Regions from separate parts of the Salvelinus alpinus genome. Here region 2 is linked to region 1. Evidence: chromatin contacts called from public Hi-C data. All regions are on one chromosome and are shown on one strand. Each heading gives the region's core, a stretch centred on a gene start, on an enhancer-like site or on the middle of the called end of the contact. The rest is flanking DNA. Distances are from core to core; before and after follow the strand shown. Region 1 holds the start of LOC139534116 (EKC/KEOPS complex subunit TPRKB-like). Region 2 holds the start of LOC139534124 (copine-8-like).

Region 1 (3,388 bases), core at 541-3,040:
ATAAGAATGTACGGCCACGCCACTAACATCACAGCCTTCACATGATTGGCTGTGGTCAGGAATTCCAACAGGAAACGCATCACTCTCTTCACCCCACTTACGGAGAAAGGTATCTGACAGGGCGACTTATCGTCCTTCTTCTTCGACTGTTCCGTCCTCCAAGTTTCGTCCATCTTGTTGGCCACAACCGTGCTGGCGCAGAACACCACCCAGATGATGTTGGTCTGGCGGAAGAATATGGCGAAGACGCTGATGAGTGCCGAGGCTTTGTGACAGCCATACAGGGTCATGAGGTATGTGAAGAGAATGAAGAAAGTAGATCCGGCATCTGTGTAGTAGAGGAAGTTGAAGAAGTAGAGCACGGGGAAGGTGGACAGGGACAGGGCTGAGAGAACTCTGCGGGAGGCAGTCTTAGTCTGAAAGAGAAACCATGGTTGTTATGACCAACAAAAGGAATGCAATTGAAGCTTTAAGGACATTCAATATTTTTTTCAAGGTCTTTTAATTTATACCAAACTTATTTGAGTAAGGTGAGTAAAAGTTGGACTGGAGCAAAAGCCTGCACAGTGCACACACTGCAGCTTTCCACATGAACTGGCCACCCTTGGGGATGTTATAAATGTAATAACATGTAAAGACATTATTACCTTCTCTTTAAGGTGGAGCTTGCAGATGATGAGATACAGCAGGTAGAGGATACCACAGTTGAAGAGGAGGTTGATGAAGCGCAGCATCGCAGTAGAACACACTACCTTCCCTGTGAGGTCCACTAGCCACACCACTGGCTTGATCACACCCACTGACGCCAGGTACAGGCCAGGCCAGGAAGCGTGGTGATCATTGGGTCCCACTGGAACAACAAAGAGAAAGGAAAAAGATCCCGTTAAAGAGCCTCTACTACACCATTAAACATAAAAGGGTTAATGTTTTTCAAGCTAGAGAGATGCCAAAATGGTTTAGTTACATATAGGGCTATATACCACTGCAGAAGTACAATACTTTTCAGAATTCAGGCATATTATCCTCAATAATGACTAGCGATAGTCTGATCTGTCTATGTTCATCGTCACAGATGGTTTAGTTAAGGGTTAAAAAGTCAATCTAGCAATCTGTCACAATATTTCAAGGACAAGCGTTGCGTTAATCCGACAAGCAACAATATAACAAAATCAAGAACATGATATTGACATAGCAAAACGATACCTCGTTGAACTTCCCGTGGCAGTATTTCTGAGCTTGACGGACGTGAAATATTTCGTCCATGTAGGGCTCCCTTTGCTCCCGAGTTATTTTGGAGAACAGGAGACATGAAACCAAAAAATTGGTGCTGCAGAGAGCAGTGAAAATGTACCCTTCGAATTTCTCCATATTCACCTACGAATTCCGAACTAACGCAGAAATAATTCTAAAATTAGCTAGATACGTATATATGGTGTACGCTACATACGTTTAATTTCAAGTTAATTAAGTATGAAATTGAAATAAGATTACAAAAAATATACAGATCTTTCCATCTAGCTAAAACGCAAACGGAAAAGTTTAGATTTTTTGACAGCTTGGTGGTCCGTCAGTGAAAGATAGTCCGTACGGAAGCTGTTTTAAAATTCTGATGTCTCTATTAGTATCATTTCACAAATACTTTCATTGCTTCTCTGTTGTACACACGTTTAAAAAATGCGAGCATATATGCATTATGTTTTATTTCATAATATGTATAAACAATTTATAAGTACAACATACATCTTTTTTATGTCGAGTAAAACCGGAACCTTTTAGATTAATTGTGCTACTTTGTTTTTGTTCCCTCTATTTATTTTTTTAATCACGTGAGATGGTTAAACAGAAATGTTCGGGTCTTGTTTCATCCACAAATTCGTTTTTCTTCCGTTATGTATTCAACTCAAGAATTGGAACTCTTTCCTGATCGTACTGTAACTCAGTTGCTATTCAAAGATGTCAAAAACGTCGCAGAATTTAGGAAAAATGCCATGGAAGGAAAGATTAATGGTGCCTTGATAAACCCGTCTATGGTGAGACAATGTAACTTAGCTAACGTTAGCTGGCTAGACATTTTGGTTTGATGTAATGTATGAATGCTTGACTGAAGTTGATGCAATGATTCACAAATTGATTTTTGCAGATAGTGAACCCCTTCCAAGTGCTAGTGGCAGCAAACAAGGCAGTCCATTTACATAGCACTGGAAAAATGAAGACAAGGAGCTTATATTCCGAAATCATCTACAACCTTTCACCCACTAATAATGTAAGTAGCCTCTAAAAGTACCACACACACATTGACACTCCTTTCTAAGTAATATCCCATCCCAATGTCTTTGACACATTTTCCTTTAGATTTCAGAGGCTTTCAAGAGGTTTGGGATATCAGACAGTGATAGTGCTCTTCTCATAGTTCTGGTCCATCCCAAAGAGGAGACGCAGCACATGAGTGACATCATTGCCAAGGTGGACGGACAACAGATTCCAGTTGAAGATGTCTCCATGTTGACCGACCCTGCTAAGATCAAAAAGGTTGGTCTTGTTTTTCTTTGTCAGTCTTGTTTTTCCTGGTGTGTTGGGTGCACACATACACACGAATATAATATATACAGTGCCTTCAGAAATTATTCAGACCCCATGACTTTATCCACATTTTTGTTTACATTACAGCCTTATTCTAAAATGTATAAAAAATATATAATTCTCAGCAATCTACACACAATACCTCATAATGACAAAGCGAAAACAGATTAATAAAAAAAAATATATATATATTTACATAAGTATTCAGACCCTTTGCTATGACACTCGAAATTGAGCTCTGGTACATCCTGTTTCCATTGATCATCCTTGAGATGATTCTACAACTTGATTGGAGGCCACCTATGGTAAATGTAATTGTTTGGACGTGATTTGGAAAGGTACCACAGTTGACAGTGCATGTCAGAGCAAAAACTATGCCATGAGTTCAAAGGAATTGTCCGTAGCGCTCCGAGACAGGATTGTGTCGAGGTACAGATCTGGGGAAGGGTACCAAAAAATGTCTGCAGCATTGAAGGTCCCCAAGAACACAGTGGCCTCCATCATTCTTAAATGGAAGAAATTTGGAACCACCAAGACTCTTCCTAGAGCTGGCCACCCGGCCAAACTAAGCGATTGGGGGAGAAGGGCCTTGGTCAGGGAGGGGACCAAGAACCCGATGGTCTCTCTGACAGAGCCCCAGAGTTCCTTTGTGGAGATGGGAGAACCTTCCAGAAGGACAACCATCTCTGCAGCACTCCATCAATCAGGCCTTTATGGTAGAGTGGCCAGACTGAAGCCACTCCTCAGTAAAAGGCACGTGACAGCCTGCTTGGAGTTTGCCAAATGGCACCTAAATGACACGATTCAC
Region 2 (3,194 bases), core at 60-2,559, 210 kb before region 1:
GAGCTTTTTGGTCTAAACTCCACTCGCCGTGTTTGGAAGAAGAAGAAGGATGAGTACAACCCCAAGAACACCATCCCAACCGTGAAGCATGGAGGTGGAAACATCATTCTTTGGGGATGCTTTTCTGCAAAGGGGACAGGACGACTGCACCGTATTGAGGGGAGGATGGATGGGGCCATGTATCGCGAGATCTTGGCCAACAACCTCCTTCCCTCAGTAAGAGCATTGAAGATGGGTCGTAGCTGGGTCTTCCAGCATGACAACGACCCGAAACACACAGCCAGGGCAACTAAGGAGTGGCTCCGTAAGAAGCATCTCAAGGTCCTGGAGTGGCCTAGCCAGTCTCCAGATCTGAACCCAATAGAAAATCTTTGGAGGGAGCTGAAAGTCCGTATTGCCCAGCGACAGCCCCGAAACCTGAAGGATCTGGAGAAGGTCTGTATGGTGGAGTGGGCCAAAATCCCTGCTGCAGTGTGTGCAAACCTGGTCAAGAACTACAGGAAACGTATGATCTCTGTAATTGCAAACAAAGGTTTCTGTACCAAATATTAAGTTCTGCTTTTCTGATGTATCAAATACTTATGTCATGCAATAAAATGCAAATTAATTACTTAAAAATCATACAATGTGATTTTCTGGATTTTTGTTTTAGATTCCGTCTCTCACAGTTGAAGTGTACCTATGATCAAAATTACAGACCTCTACATGCTTTGTAAGTAGGAAAACCTGCAAAATCGGCAGTGTATCAAATACTTGTTCTCCCCACTGTATTTCAAAGGATCTATTTGGGCATCACTTACAGTAACTCTTTGATGAGTGCTGGCTGGTTGCCTAAAGGTGTGGTAATGGTTTCTCTCACCACCTAACATGGGGGCTGTTTTTGAGCTATATTTAGAGGGGGAGGTCAGGCCTGAAAAATACTGGGTGATGATGATGTGATGAAATGATGAGCCACCCCAAGGATCAAATGTCTTCTATCCAAACATAGTAAACACATACTTTCTTTGTAATTACTTTTCCTGGTGTCAGGAAAATTATGATGGGAAAAGAAATAATAAAATATAATTTGGAACACTTTAAGACCTATTACACACAGACACACACACACACACACACACACAAACACACACACTCGCTCTATCTATTATTATAAGTAATGACATGGGCAGTGTTAGCCTAACTCCTATTTGATGGGTATCTGTGGAATTATTTTGTCTAAGGCGCACATTCCGCTCGCAGCGCAAGTAGGTGACGCTGACTGTTGAAGTGACATCAACCCACCGCTAGTAGCCTGCTCCGAGCATTCCTCTTCGTTCCGTCCACATGCATTCATTCTCGTTTCGCTAAAGGAGGTGTAGTTTATCCGATTGTTGCTGCTAAAAGGGGTTGGACAAAAATATTTTTCACCATGAACAACTGTAATAGCTTCGTCAACATGGCGTCGATAGGAGATTTCGACCCGCTCAATGCTTCCATCCCCGCCACCAAAGTTGAAATCACAGTGTCTTGCAGGTAAGATAATGGTTTCAGTGTAACCCATTTTTTTGTCGGGTGTTGATATGACTGTTGTCACGGTAGAAGGATATGGTATGGGCAAGTATTCCGGGTTTTATCTGCCATTCCAATTGGCCAACTGTCAAACAAGTTCTGGTTGTAGTAACATTTTGAAAAGTCAATGTTGTTCAACCAACGGCACTGTTTCTAATTATTTTAGGCTACATTGTATCTAGATAAGAGTGAGGTGTTCAAGTTGTTACTTTGTTTTAGTTTTGGGTGGTAAGTTTACAATTAACTTTCGAACTGTAGTATGTCAGGTATATAATAGGCAGTAACCTGGCATTCTGCCTGTTAGAGGACTGGCAATGGACATCAACAGGCTTTAATAGGCATCATCAACAATACCAACATTCCCTATGTTGGTATACTGCCGTATGTTAGAAGGCTGTTCTCACCGAATAATTTGACACTTATTTTATTCTGACTCGTGGCTTGTTGTGGGCTGTCACTCACGAACTGAACAGAGGAACATAAATAGATTTACATTGACATTTTACAAAAGGTAAGCTATATGCCAAGAGTAGGCTAGGGATTTGATGTAGCATAGCCTACGTGCAGCGACAGACAGACTAGTGTATTTGCGGGTTGAGGGTGTATCACTAGCCCTTTCATACCCACCCTGTCTCTCTGGAGCGGTGGCTTCCTGTTGCGTAACGGCTCCCCCCGTCCCTGCCAAACCTTATGTATTTTTAAGGGGTCCCTTAAGAATAGATCAACTGAGGGAATGCTTCTCTCACTGGAATGGGAATCATCGTTTTGTCACTGGACTGTCACTCAATATTTAATCAACTGATATTGAAGGAAAGACGACACACACAGTGAGACTTTGTAAGCGCTCAATAACACGTCATAGTGAAACAACGTGTTGGCCTACATCCCAAGGAAATTCCCTTTCGATCTCTCACAGTGGACTCAATTGAATAAAAGGGAAATTAATTTCGCAATAACCACACACAATAAACAATAACTAGTTACACAATATCTGACCATACCATACTGAACCAGTAGCCTACTTCTCTAGGGGAATCAATCCATTAAAATGTGTTATTTCTATCATCTCCAGGGAATAAGTCACATATTACCCCTTATGTGTCAGCCTCTGAAGAAGAGATGGAGGGTTGTGGCACTATATACATAAGGGATGTTAGGTAAATGCTGGTACTGAGTCACGCTCTAGTGCCTGCTGGGCATAGAGGGGGTCTGTAGGGAATGCCTTCACACTCATTACAACCCAGAGAGGAGGTGAGGTACCATGGTAACGTGGCCAGGTGTGTGTGTGTGTCCTTGCCTGAAAGGCTCTGATCTCTCGTCCTCTCTCTCTATCACAACACCACACACACACACACACACACACACACACACACACACACACACACACACACACACACACACACACACACACACACACACACAAACAAGGCTCTGCTCTCAAACACACTCACACATAACACACACACACACACACACACACACACACACACACACACACACACACACAAGCATGCACTGTGTGTCTGACGAAAGGATAAGAGTCCCTCCCTCTCTTTCTCTCTCTCTTGCTCTATCTCTCATTCTGACTTACTTTCTTCTCTCTGCCCAGAGCTCCAATGGAGGCCCAGACTGTTAGTACAGATAAC

What was found. A called contact is a pair of places that touch in the nucleus more often than the background predicts.
Region 2: a Hi-C map of muscle shows a contact between it and region 1, with 4 times the contacts expected there. The contact joins the promoter of LOC139534124 here to the promoter of LOC139534116 in region 1. A contact is called at or near these places in 2 of 3 Hi-C or Micro-C datasets (muscle and red muscle).

Annotation. Positions count from the first base shown.
Region 1 is chr11:39,382,666-39,386,053 of SLU_Salpinus.1, reverse strand. It overlaps LOC139534116 (EKC/KEOPS complex subunit TPRKB-like), which reads left to right and starts at 1,790. Exons shown (of 4, transcript XM_071332884.1): 1 at 1,790-2,030; 2 at 2,141-2,263; 3 at 2,353-2,529. The coding sequence starts at 1,890. It also overlaps the pseudogene LOC139534115.
Region 2 is chr11:39,592,265-39,595,458 of SLU_Salpinus.1, reverse strand. It overlaps LOC139534124 (copine-8-like), which reads left to right and starts at 1,309. Exons shown (of 20, transcript XM_071332915.1): 1 at 1,309-1,512. The coding sequence starts at 1,409.